Regions from separate parts of the Mus musculus genome. Here region 1 is linked to region 2. The links are chromatin contacts, called in public HiChIP or PLAC-seq maps. All regions are on one chromosome and are shown on one strand. The core of a region is the stretch at or near the end of the contact, and the rest is flanking DNA. Distances in the headings are between cores, read along the strand shown. Region 1 holds the start of Zfp975 (zinc finger protein 975). Region 2 has its middle 33 kb from the start of Gm51480.

Region 1 (7,042 bases), core at 2,648-5,147, 1.1 Mb before region 2:
CTGGAGTTACACATAGTAATGTGCAGCCTTATACACTGACAATGAAGAAAACTCGGTGCTCTAGAAGAAATTTCAATTCTCTAAACATTTAAGATATTTTCCACCCCAAGTTTTCTATTTTTTTTAAGATTTATTTACTTATTGTATGTATATGAGTATAGCTGAACAGATGGTTGTGAGCCATCATGTGGTTGCTGGGAATTGAACTCAAGACCTCTGCTTGCTCTGGCCCTGCTTGCTCTGGCCCCTTTATTGTTATAGGTAAGTACACTCTCTTCAGATACACCAGAAGAGGGTATCAGATATCATTATACATCGTTGTAAGCCACCATGTGATTTGAACCCAGGATTTGAACGCAGGGCATGCAGAAGAGCAGTCAGTGTTCTTAACTGCTGAGTCACCTCACCAGCCCCAGTTTTCTACTCTTGATAATGTTTCCCATCCAAGGCATTCTAGGTTTCTGGTGGGCCAAAGATCTGTCAAGTAGGCCCCTGTAGGTATTAGACAGGAAAGTGGGCCACTCTAAGAGATGAGAATGAGAGTTAGGTGCAGACTGACTTTGTCAACCTGTATCAGAATTCAAGAAGTTTAATATCATGTGGTTCATTGTCAGCATATTGAAAGCACAGTACAATTTGGGAAAAGGTGTCCAGGCAGAAATCAGTCCAATCAGTTCAATTCCAAGTTCACAATAAAGTTTAATATGTGACTACATAGAAACCCTTTTACAAAGTACATGTAACTGTGAGGAGGGCTTCTGTAGGTAGAAGACCTGGCATCTAATGATTGGTAACCATCTAGGAAGGAAAGAGTTAAAGACAGTCATTTTGGAGAATTTGAGTAAGGTCTGCCTCTATAGCAAACATTATATGAGATCTGCCTACACAAAGAGCCAAAAGGTCACTGGATCAGTACGAAAATGCACTTCCAGCTATTTAGGTTGAATGTAGGTATTTTTTTTTCCTTCATTGAATGCAGGCCTCTGTATATTTAAAATTCCTAGTATCCTTGGTGATCTGTGGCTGCAAGGACCTTTGTGCCCCAACACCCTGTTCCACATTAAAGAGTGAAGCTCTTTTGCAAGTGGGAAAAGTAGCTGAAGGGCACATATCTGGATGCCTCAATCCAACTTGGGAGGGAAAAGAAAGTAACCAAGGTGGGGGAGGAACAGAGGGAAGGAGGGGCCTGGGTGGGAGTGGGGACAGGAAGGGGGACTAGGGAACATGATCAGGTATTGGGTTTGGGGAACAGGACTGAAGCCCTGAGGGTCAACAGAGAGGATGGAAACAGCTAACTCTGGAGGTAGGGGGACACTCTAGAATGTACTGGTGACAGGGAAGTTGAAAGACTCTAAGGATTCAAAGGGAGGGATCTTGGATAAAGTGCTCTAGAGTGGGGAGTAGGAACTTGTAGAGTCCACTTCCAGTGGAGGAACATGATAAGTGGAGAGATGAGGTTTTGATCCCACAGTCAAAAGCTCTTACCCAGAATTGTTCCTGTCTGATGAAACTGCAGGGACAAAATGGAGAAGAGCAGGAGATAAAGGACATCTAGTGACAGGCCCAAATTGGGATCCATCTCACGGGGGTCCAGGGTCCTGACATTGTTAATGGTACTGTGATATGCTTGCAGACAGGATCCTAGCATGGTTGCCCTCTGAGTAGCCCAGCAAGCAGCTGAAAGAATCAGAGGCAAATAATAGCACTCAGCAAATAGACAGAAGTCTGGGACTGCCATGGTTGAATTTGGGAAAGCTGGAAAAATCTGAGGAGAAGGGTGGCCCCAGGGAAAGACCAGCAGTCTCAACTGACCTGGACCCTGAGATCTCTCAAGACACTGAGCCACCAAGCAGGCAGCATACAACCAACCAGGCAGCTGTTATGAGGCTCCCAACAGCAGAGGAATGCATCATTGGGCCTCAGTGAGAGAAGATGTACCTAACCATGAAATGACTTAAAGCCACAGAGATTGAGGAAGCCTGGTGGTGCTGAGTGGTGGGGTGTTGACATCCTCTTGGAGACCGAGGTCGGGGTAGAAGGTATGGTATGAAGAATGGTCACGGGGCAGACAGGGAGGAGGATGAAGTATGGACTGTAAAAAACAATTAATGAATAAATTTAAGTAAGTTTTAAAATTAAACAAAAAGCATTGCTTTGGAAATGACTCCCAGGTTCTCCTTGCCTGCAAATGGAAGGAAATCTGTCTTAACTCTTCTGCCTTGCCTCTTGTGATGGTTATTCTTGGTCGTCAAATTGGCTATACATGGAATTAGTAAAATTGCTACAGTTCCGGTACTGTGAAGGATTTTTCATGATTATATCTTTTTAAGTTGTAAACCCTCTTTTAAATCTGGATCTTCTGAAGTGATAAGAGATATATTTAATCTAGGCCACAGCTTCTAGTGGCAGACTACATTTATAAAGGTCACTGAAGATGGTAATTCTCTCTCCTGGTCTTCATATCTTACCCTGACCAGCAAGCTCAGTTTTTGGAAAACTGGCCTACTTATTCCTAATTGTTATGTAGACTGAAGTCCAGCAGTGTCATCCAGCCACATGGACTGAGCCACTACTATATTCTTCATCTGTCCATTTGCAGACAGCCATTGTTGGACTGGTTGGACCACAGCTTACAAGCCATTCCAATAAATCCACCTTCTACATATACAGAGAGATTCGATCTATCAGTTTTGTCCATTAGGATACCTTTATTAATACAGCTGTGGGTTTTTTCCTCTTCCCACTAAGGAAGATGTGCTGGCTAGCAATACTGTTGTGTAGAGTTTGTCATCTTTTTCCTGCTTTGCTCCCAGGGCTTTGTAAAATCTGATGCCTACCAGGTGAAACATAGCTGCAGTTTACCTGACCTGACCTGACCATGAAACCTCAGAACAAAAATCTTAGTGTTTCCTAAAAATCTCCTCAATTGTCAATATTCTGGGTGCCCTTCCCCTATGGGCTGGGTTGTTTATTTCACTGCAAGTTAAATAATGGGCCCTGCAAGCTATCTTCCTTGATTACAGGAGGGAGAAGGGAAGTGCTGGAAGACAGAAGCAAGACTTTCCCTCCCCCTGCTGCTTGAGGAATTCTCAGTTTACAGAAGCCTTTCCCTTCCCCCTGCTCCTTGCCCTTTCCCTGCTAATATAAACAAGCCTTTCCCTGCCAGTGTAAAGAAGCTCAAGACTGCCTGCCTCCTTCCCCATCTGAGAGGACTGACTAATGGTCAAAATGACCACAACTGCCATAGCAAGACTAGCTGTTCTCAAAATTAGCCATAACAATAAAAACGGTCCCTGGGACCCCGGCCTCAGTTTGAATTCTAAGATAAACCGACCTTGCTGACAGTTTCTGACATCGCTGGCTGACACCAAAAGTAAAAAACATAACTGTTACTTTGCTAGCCAACAATGATAAAGTTGTGTAACCCTCCCCCCAAGCCCCGCAAATGAAGAGTAGTAAAAAAAAAAAAAAAACCTTTACTGTAAGCAATCTGGGTTGACTCTCCCTGCGAGGCTGAGCAACCCTGTCCGCATCGGAATAAAAACCTCTCGCCATTGCAGCGATCTATTGTCAAGCTGTGTCTCTAGGGGTCGCGTTCTCAACATTTGGGCCCCTGGGGTCCTAGCATAACCACTTTGCCTTATCCCATCAGTGCACTCTCACCCTACTTATCTGGAAAACGGTAGGCCATGGAACAGCAGCATGGGCCAGGAATCACTAAACTGCGTCCCTTCAGCACACACTAACCTTAAGAGAGGTGCTTATGTCACTCGAGACTTGCTGACCAATCAAGGCCTCCAGTCTGACCTGCCAGTCAGAAGTGGAGGCGGGTGCTTCCCGGTGCTTTGCTGTTGGTTCCGTGCTGTATCCGAGGAGGAGTGTGGTGTGGTTTGTGTGTCCTGCTCTGTGTGCTACTGCTGGGTGCTGTGAGGGGAATTCATGCGAGCTCTGAATCCGCGACATGGTGAGTATATGGCAGCTGCTTCCAATGGGAAGGGGCAGGCGATTGAACAACTGGAGCGAGTATGGTGAGTCCTCCCTGGGGCTGAGTACACATCGCGAACCTCTGCTACACAGGGAGGGCTACTTGTGAGGTTGTTTGTGGTCTTAGCTGCTCTGAATAACTCTGCTCTGGGGCTTTATCTGCGCGAATATTTAAGCATGGGCTGGTGTGTTGAAACCTTCTTGGCAAGATGGCAAACACAGAAATGCCTAGTTTCTCCAGTATCTTCTACAATTTTGTTTGTTTGTCTGGTTGGTTGGTTCTTTATAACTTTTGGATATTAGCCCTTAATTGGCTATAGGGTTGGTGAACATCTTTTGTCAGTTTGTAGGCTACTGTTTTGTCCTATTGACAGTGTCCTTCCCTTACAGAAGCTTTTCATTTTTAAGAAATGTATTAACTGTTGGTCTTAGATCCTGAGCCATTGATGTTGTATTCAGGAAATTCTGTGCCCTGTACCCGTGCGTTCAAGGATATTTTTGCTTTGTCTGCTATTAGATTCAGTGTAGCTGGTTGTAATTGAGGTCCTTGATCCATCCTGTGCAGGGTGATTCTTCTATACACACTGCCAGTTAGACCAGAACATTTGTTCACAATGCTTTCTTTTCTATTCTATGGTATTGGCTTCCTTGCCAAAGAAGTGTCCATAGGTGTGTGCGTTCATTTCTGGGTATTTGATTCTATTCGATTGATCTGCCTGTCTGTACTGATACCATTTGGTTTTTATCACTATTGCTATGTAGTACAGCTTGAGATCAGGAATTGTGATGTCTCCAGAAGTTCTTTTATGGTTCAGGAATGTTTGGGCTATCCTGGGAGCGTTTGTTCTTCCAAATGAGGTAGAGATTTCCATTTTCTATTTTTTTTTTAGATTTATTTATTTATTATATATAAGTACGCTCTAGCTGTCTTCAGGCATACCAGAAAAGGGCTTCAGATCTCATTACAGATGATTGTAAGCAATTATGTGATTCATGGGATTTGAACTCAGGACCTTTAGAAGAACAGTCAGTAATTTTAAATGCTGAGCTCTCTCCAGCCTGAGACTTGCAACTTCAATGTGTGTAGAAAATTGTGTTTGAATTTTGAGGGGAATTGCATTGACTTTGTAGATTGCTTTTGGTACTATGGCCATACTGACTATGTTTTTTGGTTGTCTGTTTTTCAAAACTGGTTTTTCTGAGTGATGAGCTTGTGGTCCTAGGACTTGTTCCATCTACCAGGTTAGCCTTGAATTCAGAGAGTTCTGCCTGCCTCTGCCTCTCTGCCTCTCTGCCTCTCTGCCTCTCTTACTTTCAAGTGCTGGGATTAAAGGTGAGCGCCACCATACCCAGCTGCCAGTTTTTCCTGTAATCCTTGTTACTGTTTGAATTTGACTGAAGTTTGGGTGCAGGACTTACTTTCTATGAAGTAGAGATGACTGCACTGTACACTGATTGTGCCGTGTAATGTTCACAAAGAGGACCCTGTGCCTTGGAAGGAGAACAGGAAGAGATCTGGTGACTCCAAAGTTTGACTAAAATACATTTTCCCAGTCTAGGGCTCTCTCTGGCCAGAGGCTGGAAGGACAGAGCTAGGAAGGCCTCACTGTCTGAGCCTTTTGATCTTTGATCCCTTAATGGAGTAGCTGCTACTTTCCTGAGAACTGGTTGGTTGTATCAGCCAATGAAGCACTCTGGGTAAGCCAAGAAATTAGTAGTACCAGTGGGTGGGGACTTACAGGTTCATTCCAGGATTCTTCTCTAAAGTAGCTGTAGCTAGCTATGAGGGAGTCCAGAAACCATGCCATGTTCAGGCTGGGAGCCACTGTCACCAGACCAGGAAGAGCAGGTCCAGTTAGCTAAAGAGTGACATGTACTGAGAGCTAGATTGTGGTTTTGTTAATACATATGGTAACTTGAGCAAAGGCTCTTGGCCCTTGAGCCTCACTAAGTATGAATTCCCTAGGGAGGAGTAGCTCTGGCAATGGAAGTGTGTGGTACTTATAATATCTCCGTCCATGGTACACACAGAGGCATTGGTTTTCGGATGCAGTGGGAAGTCCACTGGAAACTGGAAGGTCTAGTTCCTAGAAGTTCTGACCATTGCATTCCACATTCTGTTTTGTGTGATAACTTTTCCCAACAGTTATGAAACTGGTAGAGAGAAGGTGATAGAGATCATCCTTCAGTAATATTTGATTGGAATCCTTTGAACTTTTCATGACCACCAACTGCAAAGATGTGATTCAAGGAAACTCAACTATTGGTCATAATAGGAGTTTTGAAGATGCAGAGGTTTTCCAGGTGTGCATGGTATTGTGAAGGTGGACATGTCAGATTCCACATCTTGTGACAAAATCCATGTGACAGGAAGTAGACATTAAACTACTGTTTAACATGACCTTGTGTGCAAATCAGTAGGACTGGGACTTCCTGAAACCTACTTCGGGCCCGAGGGTCTACAAAGCCAGACAGAGCTTACCTTTCTGATCACCTTCATTTCCAAAGAGCATGGAGCCTCTCAGTGTGGAAGACAGAGCAGCAGTAAGTGGAGAGCCAGAAATATGACAGTATAGACGCTTCTATGAGTTATTTTGTGGAAATTATAAACCCCATGCTCAGAGTTTAAGAGCAGCGACTGCTGTTCTGAAGGTCCTGAGTTCAAATCCCAGCAACCACATGGTGGCTCACAGCCATCCCTACCAAGATCTGACTCCCTCTTCTGGAGTGTCTAAATACAGATGCAGTGTACTTACATATAATAAATTAATAAACCTTTTCAAAAATAAAAAATGGCTAATCTACAACTAGAGTGGAAGAAAAGCAACTGCTGGGGAAAAGTAAAAACAAAGGCTGCGGTTGATGGAGAAAAACAGCACTAGGGAGTTTCCATGGTAGTCAAGTGCTGACACAGACAGGAGTTTTAAGCATGGTATCACCATTAAAGAGCAAGCCTTTGCTCTCCATTTAAAGCCGAACATGGTTCCCAAATGTATCCTGCTAAGACTTGGAGTAATGTAATGAGTAGACAACGTGTTTCAGAGTTCTAGGGAGCATC
Region 2 (6,680 bases), core at 2,086-4,585:
CACTGTAGAAAACACTGGTTGTTTTCTGTTGTCTATAGAGTTGTCTTTCTGGAAAACCTTAACAGCCTTTGCATAACTTGGTAACAAGACACTCCGGGCACACCTGGAACCGTACACAAGTTTCAGAGCTGTGATGTTTTCCTTCAGGAAACATATAGATTATATTATGGGATTTCGTATGAAGAACTTGTTTCACCAAATTAAAAAAAAAAAATTTCTTTAGCAATCTGTCAATATGCTTTTGTGTGCCTGTTCGATGTTCGGTTCAAGGAGGCTGAACCTCCCTGCTGCCTGCAAGGGCATACTTCAACCTGAAATGTCTCCTTCTCCCATCAACCCCTAAGACGCAGAAAACTGAAAAGTTTTAAATTACTACAAATGATAGAGACCCATAGAATGTTAAGAAATTATTACTATTCCAGTATATAATCAATTCCCCAAGTTAGAAATGAAAGTGGAAACTTAACTTTGAAAGGCCCTAAAGAGACTTAAAGACAAACTATTCCAGCATTGTCTCATAGGAAGCACACCCAACATAAAGGAGTAAGTCTCTACACAAACATCCAGCTTTGCACCCCAAGAGCCTGTCAGAAAAGAACAGATAGCAGCCCACAGAAGGAGGAAGGAAGAAAAAACAAACGAAAATGACCTCTGTGTAGGCAAAAAACAAAACAAAACAAAACAAAGCAAAACAAAACCAGGGCTGGCGAGATGGCTCAGTGGTTAAGAGCACCGACTGCTCTTCCAAAGGTCCTGAGTTCAAATCCCAGCAAGCACATGGTGGCTCACAACCATCTGTAATGAGATCTGATGCCCTCTTCTAGAGTGTCTGAAGACAGCTACAGTGTACTTACATATAATAAATAAATCTTTTAAAAAAAACAAAAAACAAAAACACAGCACTTTAGAGATTTAGGCAGAACTATAATAACAAGAGTATTCGTGCAGTGCTAGGGTTCTCTTTACTCAGAGTGAAGGGAAGAAAGTAAACCCGTATTAACTCAGATTTTGGGTCACAGTAATTTCTTGGGTAACTGAATATAAAATAATAGCTACTAAAAAGACATCTGAAAACTGAATAGCACCATTATTAGATGTATGGTATCACCTCCTCTCTGACTCTACCACGTCAACTCTACACCCAAAGAATGGACATCATACTCACTGAGGTTAGGTGAACAGTCGGCTTGGGCCGTGCACAGAAAGCACCACATACCACATACCATGTTGTCACTGTAAGTTTCAAAACCAAAGACGGTTCATATGATTAAATTTAAAAGTGGCAGTTTTCCTAACCTGCCTTGCTCCCAACTAATTGAGACACAGATCTACTGATTTAGTCATTAAGCTTTAATCAGAATAGCTGAGCAAAACTTTTAAGCCTTGATGCTACCTAGCTACTCTACTTCCCAGCCACACACTCCGAGTTACTTACATTTAGTCTCTCCTGGGCTCCTTGGTGTAGCTAGCGGTGCACATGGAGAACCCCCTTGTTCGTGAAGCCTCCTCATGCCTGACCTCATAGCAACAATCTCCTTCTTCCTCTACCTCATGGCCTTCTTCTCTTGTACCCTTGCCTCATGACATTGCCTATGGCTGGGGTATAAGCAGATCTCTGGGCACAGAAATCAGCATCTGAATACACAGTGCATAAGACTAACCCTCAACAACGTTTAAAATCAAGGACAATACATGTCAAAGACACATGTCTCTGAGTGGCCATGTTCTCCAGGAGGCTGGCAAGCAATATAGAATCTGACAAACTTGTGCCCTACCAGGCTTGAACTAAATGCTGTCTATCTCGTCATATGCTTGGCAAAATTGTTGTAGTAAGAGAACAAAAAAAAAAAAAGTCATAAACGATGGCTCAGAGATTATGAGCACTTGGTGACCTTGCAGAGGTCCCAGGTTCAGTACCCACATGGGGCTCACAACCTCCTCCACATTCCAGGGTCTCAGATCTCTTCTGGCTTCTCTGGGCATTAGGCACACACTTGGTGTACCTATATACAACCAGTCAAATACTCATTCATATATGTAAAATAAAAACAAACCTTGAAAATGAAACACACACACAAATCTGCTTTTTCTAAAAAGCATTATGCATGTCTTCTACACTTTGGCTCTTACTTCTACACTGCTGACTCCTAGCCTACTTCATGCCCAGCCCAGCCTCCATAATGCAGTCATCCTGCAGCCTCCGAGTGTAGAGTGCTAAGATTACAGGACAGTCGTGTGCCACCACAACCTGCAGCACTACTTTAATACATAAAGCTTGATTTCTAAACTTAACCTTAAATCTGTGCACTAGAGACAGACATGGGATCACTAGGTCACTTTAACTATTCTTCTGCTTAATGTAACCAATGTGTGGAGTCTCACCCTCTGGTTCTCTTTTCTTTTTTTACCAAATGATGTGTGTGTGAGGGGGGTTAGGTGGAGAAAGTAGCTCACTGGGGAAAAAGAATTTTGTCAAAGGCCTATTCTTTCTATTCAAAAATTTTTTTTAAAAAGAAAAAGGAAAAGGAAAAGGAAAAGGAAAAGGAAAAGGAAAAGGAAAAGGAAAAGGAAAAAATTATAGGGATTGTTGGCTGTCTGTGTGTGCACCAGGAGGCCAGAGGGGGAGCAGTGGATTCCTAGGAACTGCATTTCCTGGCAGCTCAAAGCCACAGTGTGAATGTGGATAGTGGGAACCCAACAGTGCTCATCCACATCTCAGTCCCTCCGCTTTCTGCTTTTCACCTCACTGGTCTCTACAGGAGGCTACTGGTTGAGGCTGGCCCTTGACTGTTTGGATGCAGAAAACTAGGCTTCTGACCTAAAACCTCTTTAGAGCACACCTTTCTGCTCCTAGCACAGGCCAGCCTCCAACTTAGCCACACATATGGACCCCAATAGTTATGTAAACTGACAATAGAAATTGAATTCGGTTTAGTTCTTTTGTTTGTTTGTTTTTTGTTTTTAAATTCCTTTTCTGTTTTCAGCTCCAGCTCCATATAGAAAATATAACACGGGGAGGAAATGATCAGAACACCTGGTGTCTGGGGTGAAACTAAGGCTTAAATCCCTGCTTGGATGACTGGGACCACACTAAACAGCTTACCCCTATTCCCTGGCTTTCATACAGTTCCCTCTACTCAATAAAAGCAATTGCTACTACTGCGTAGGGCGACATAAATACGTTTGGTCCCAGTTTGGGCCAAAATGTACATAAATTCATTTTCCCGTTTTCTCTTACTCCTTGGAGTTTTTCTCCTCTCACAGACCACTTACCAGCTACTCAAACACTAAGGGACCAGAAAGCAGCGCGGTCGCCCTCAACAAGCACAGCACATTGATCTTAGGCTCGGATCCTGCAGCGCCCATGCACTGACTCCTGCCCAAACTGTGTCCCTGAACACACAACGTTCTCGAACGATGTGGCAAAATCCCACAGCAGAGCATATCGGTAAGTGACAAAACAGAAGCGAAAACCCCGCAAGAGAAGAACGAAAACAGGGCTGATGCCCACCTGCAGCCATCAGGCAGCACAAACCGCGGCGCGACAGCCCGGTGTCCTGCCAGCCTGACGGTCACTCACCTCACGCTGCAACTCACAGAGCCCGGCACAAAGCACGTGGGGCACCAAGTCCACCCGCAGACATGCACAACCCCAACGGTCCAGCCTCCAAGCACAAGCGGTCCTAGCAGGAAACTACATCTGGATCCAAGAAGTTGCGCGCCCCTAGGTCACTTCCGGTTGTTTTGTAATGGTTATCACGGCTTACACGCCTCCCACTTGGGGGACGGCGCGCGTGCGCGCTACCACTGGCAGAGGTAAATCTTGCCAATACTTACTATGGCTCATCTAGTGGTTCTTGCTCCTTCAGAAAGTACCAGGGCCGCACTCACGCTCCAGTGATAAGGAAGCCATCATCAAAGTGCCTCAGTTCCTTACAACCGGGCAAGACTGGTGGAAGGTGATGTACTGAAAGCCCAAGGCTGTCTCACGTGGCCACGGGAGTTGTTGCCTACCAGTATTTGTAACTACTTCTAGGAGTCTGAAATTGTATCCTCATAAAAATACCTTTTCTAGTGATTTTTAAATTTTTATTAGACTTATTTCATATATTTTGCCTGCATGTATAATCATGCCCCCCGTGCATGCCTAGTGGTTGTGGAGGTCAGAAGAAAGGGTAGGACCCCCTGGGATTGGAGCTACAGATGATTTTGAGTCCTTGTCTGGGTGCTGTAAATGGAAGCAACTGCTCTTGGCCAATGTCTCTCCTTTTCTTTGCCTTTTCCCTTTATTTTCACCCGACCTTAAAAGGGTTCTCAATTATTTATTTTTGAGATTGTCTCACTTTGTTGGCGTGACAGGCTTGGAACTAGCCATGGAGATCATTCTGGCTTTGCACTCTCAGACATCTCATGGCCTCTGTCTTCTGAGTGCTAAGATTAAAGTTGTTTACCACCACACCTGACCTTTTCTCATTTTTCAAAGATTGAAAACTAGGAAGGATTATCAGGAAACATGAAAGGAAAGCCATATGGAAGATTAAAAGAGAAAATATGAGATGAACCATCATGTGCTTCTGGCTGGAGGAATCTCATGATCCCCAGAGAACAGAGCTCTCTTCTTGCTGAGAAGTAAACTTTCCTTTTTAAGTTGCATAATAAAAACAATTGCAGAACTAGGTGTACATTAGAAATAATGGTAAATGGGGAGAGACAATAAAATAGGGAATGCATCCAGCACTGTAAATAAATCAGTAAACCTAATGTAGAATATGAGACTAAAGCCAAGGATAATGTGAGGTGTCTACACATAGGGTAAGTATTTGCACTCTAGCCCTGGATGGTCTAGAACTATTTAGGCCAAGCTGGCCTTGAATTTAACTCTGATCTTCTTGTCTATACTATTCAAATGCTAGGATTACACAGCAATGTGTCATCGTGGCCAGTTCACAGATGGTCTAGATCTTCCCACTGAGAACAGAATGCAGGGTGGAGGAACCACTCTGGAAATCAGTTTGGTGGTTCCTCCGAAAATTGGACATAGTACTACCGGAAGATCTAGCAATGCCTCTCTTGGGCATATACCCAGAAGATGTTCCAACTTGTAATGAGGACACATGCTCCACTATGTTCATAGCAGCCTTATTTATAATAGCCAGAGGCTGGAAAGAATCTAGATGTCCATCAACAGAGGAATGGATACAGAAAATGTGGTACATTTACACAATGGAGTACTACTCAGCTATTAAAAAGAATGAATTCATGAAATTCTTAGGCAAATGGATGCATCTGGAGGATATCATCCTGAGTGAGATAACCCAATCACAAAAGAACACACATGGTATGCACTCACTGATAAGCAGATATTAGCCCAAAAACTTAGAATATCCAAGATACAATTTGCAAAACACATGAAACTCAAGAAGAAGGAAAACCAAAGTGTGGATACTTTGTTCCTTCTTAGAATGGGAAACAAAGTACCCACAGAAGGAGTTACAGAGACAAAGTTCAGAGCTAAGATGGAAGGAAAGACAATCCAGAGACTACCCCGCCCGGGAATCCATCCCATATACAACCACCAAACCCAGACACTATTACATATGCCAGAAAGATTTTGCTGACAGGACCCTGACATAGCTCTCTTGTGTGAGTCTATGCCAATGCCTGGCAAATACAGAAGTGGATGCTCACAGTCATCTATTGGATAGAATACAGGGCCCCCAATGAAGGAGCTAGAGAAAGTACCCAAGGAGCTAAAGGGGTCTGCAACCCTATAGGAGGAACAAGGATATGAACTAACAAGTACCCCACCCCCAAGAGCTGTGTCTCTAGTTGCATATGTAGCAGAGGATGGCCTAGTAGGCCATCAGAGGGAGGAGAGGCCCTTGGTCTTGCATAGATCATATGCCCCAGTACAAGGGAATGCCAGGGCCAGGAAGCAGGAGTGGGTGGGTTGGGGAGCAAGGCTGGGGGAGGGTATGGGGGACTTTTGGGATAGCATTTGAAATGTAAATGAAGAAAATATCTAATATAAATAAATAAATAATAAAATAAATAAAAAGAAAAGAAAATTTCTAAATAAATAAATAAAAGTATATCTTCTGAGAATTTTCTGTTCAATCCCATTTCTCGTGGTTTTATTGTTTGGGGTTTTTATTTATCTATTTATGGTTTGGGGGTTTTGTTTTGTTTTTTTCTGTTGTTGTTTATTTGATTTCTCTTTCACACTCTTTTATTTCTTTTGAACATTAAGCCCTGATTCATCAGGACTACAATCAGGCAGCTCAGGATCTTTCCCATGGGTTGTCAAAGTGTTCCTCTCTGGGAGGAACAGGCTGCAGCTTCAGCTGCACCCAGGTACCCTCTTCTTGTGGTTTTCTATTTTCTGACTATTTCCCTTTACCCTTTTCAGGACACTATCTCAACTATTAGGAATGCTTATTTTCATTTTGCTGAAAGTTAAATGTATGAAATATGTTTAAGACAAAGTATAAAATTTATTGTGAACCTCTACACAACCATTTTAAATGCAAATTTTAATTGTAAATAGGTTCATATTTTGATTAATTTGGGTGTGTTATTGTTGTTTGCAAGCTTTGTGCTTTTTAATTAATTATTTTATTAGTTACATCCCACATGCCCCTCCTTCAGGTTCCCCCTCCTAGACTTCTTTCCCTCTCCCC

Evidence for each region. HiChIP or PLAC-seq counts read pairs in DNA pulled down with a chosen protein or histone mark.
Region 1: a contact with region 2 is called in an H3K27ac HiChIP or PLAC-seq map of embryonic stem cells, with 6 times the contacts expected there. The contact joins the promoter of Zfp975 here to the enhancer-like site in region 2. A contact is called at or near these places in 3 of 39 promoter capture datasets (cranial neural crest, embryonic stem cells and hippocampal neurons), 3 of 115 datasets of contacts at active chromatin or transcription factors (embryonic stem cells and large pre-B cells) and 1 of 9 other capture datasets (adipose tissue).

What each region holds. Positions count from the first base shown.
Region 1 is chr7:42,689,573-42,696,614 of GRCm38.p6, reverse strand. It overlaps Zfp975 (zinc finger protein 975), which reads left to right and starts at 3,897. Exons shown (of 4, transcript NM_001008427.1): 1 at 3,897-3,964. The coding sequence starts at 3,962. Gm38998 (a long non-coding RNA gene) reads right to left here and starts at 3,765. Exons shown (of 3, transcript XR_001778103.2): 1 at 3,664-3,765; 2 at 1,486-2,092.
Region 2 is chr7:41,596,301-41,602,980 of GRCm38.p6, reverse strand. No RefSeq gene overlaps it. Among named protein-coding and RNA genes, the nearest start is that of Gm51480, 33 kb to the left of the region's middle. Within about 2 kb of position 3,335, at least 373 of the 459 cell types and tissues checked have an H3K27ac peak or open chromatin away from gene starts, as enhancers often do. A contact at or near this core is called in adipose tissue, embryonic stem cells and hippocampal neurons, where this site is marked.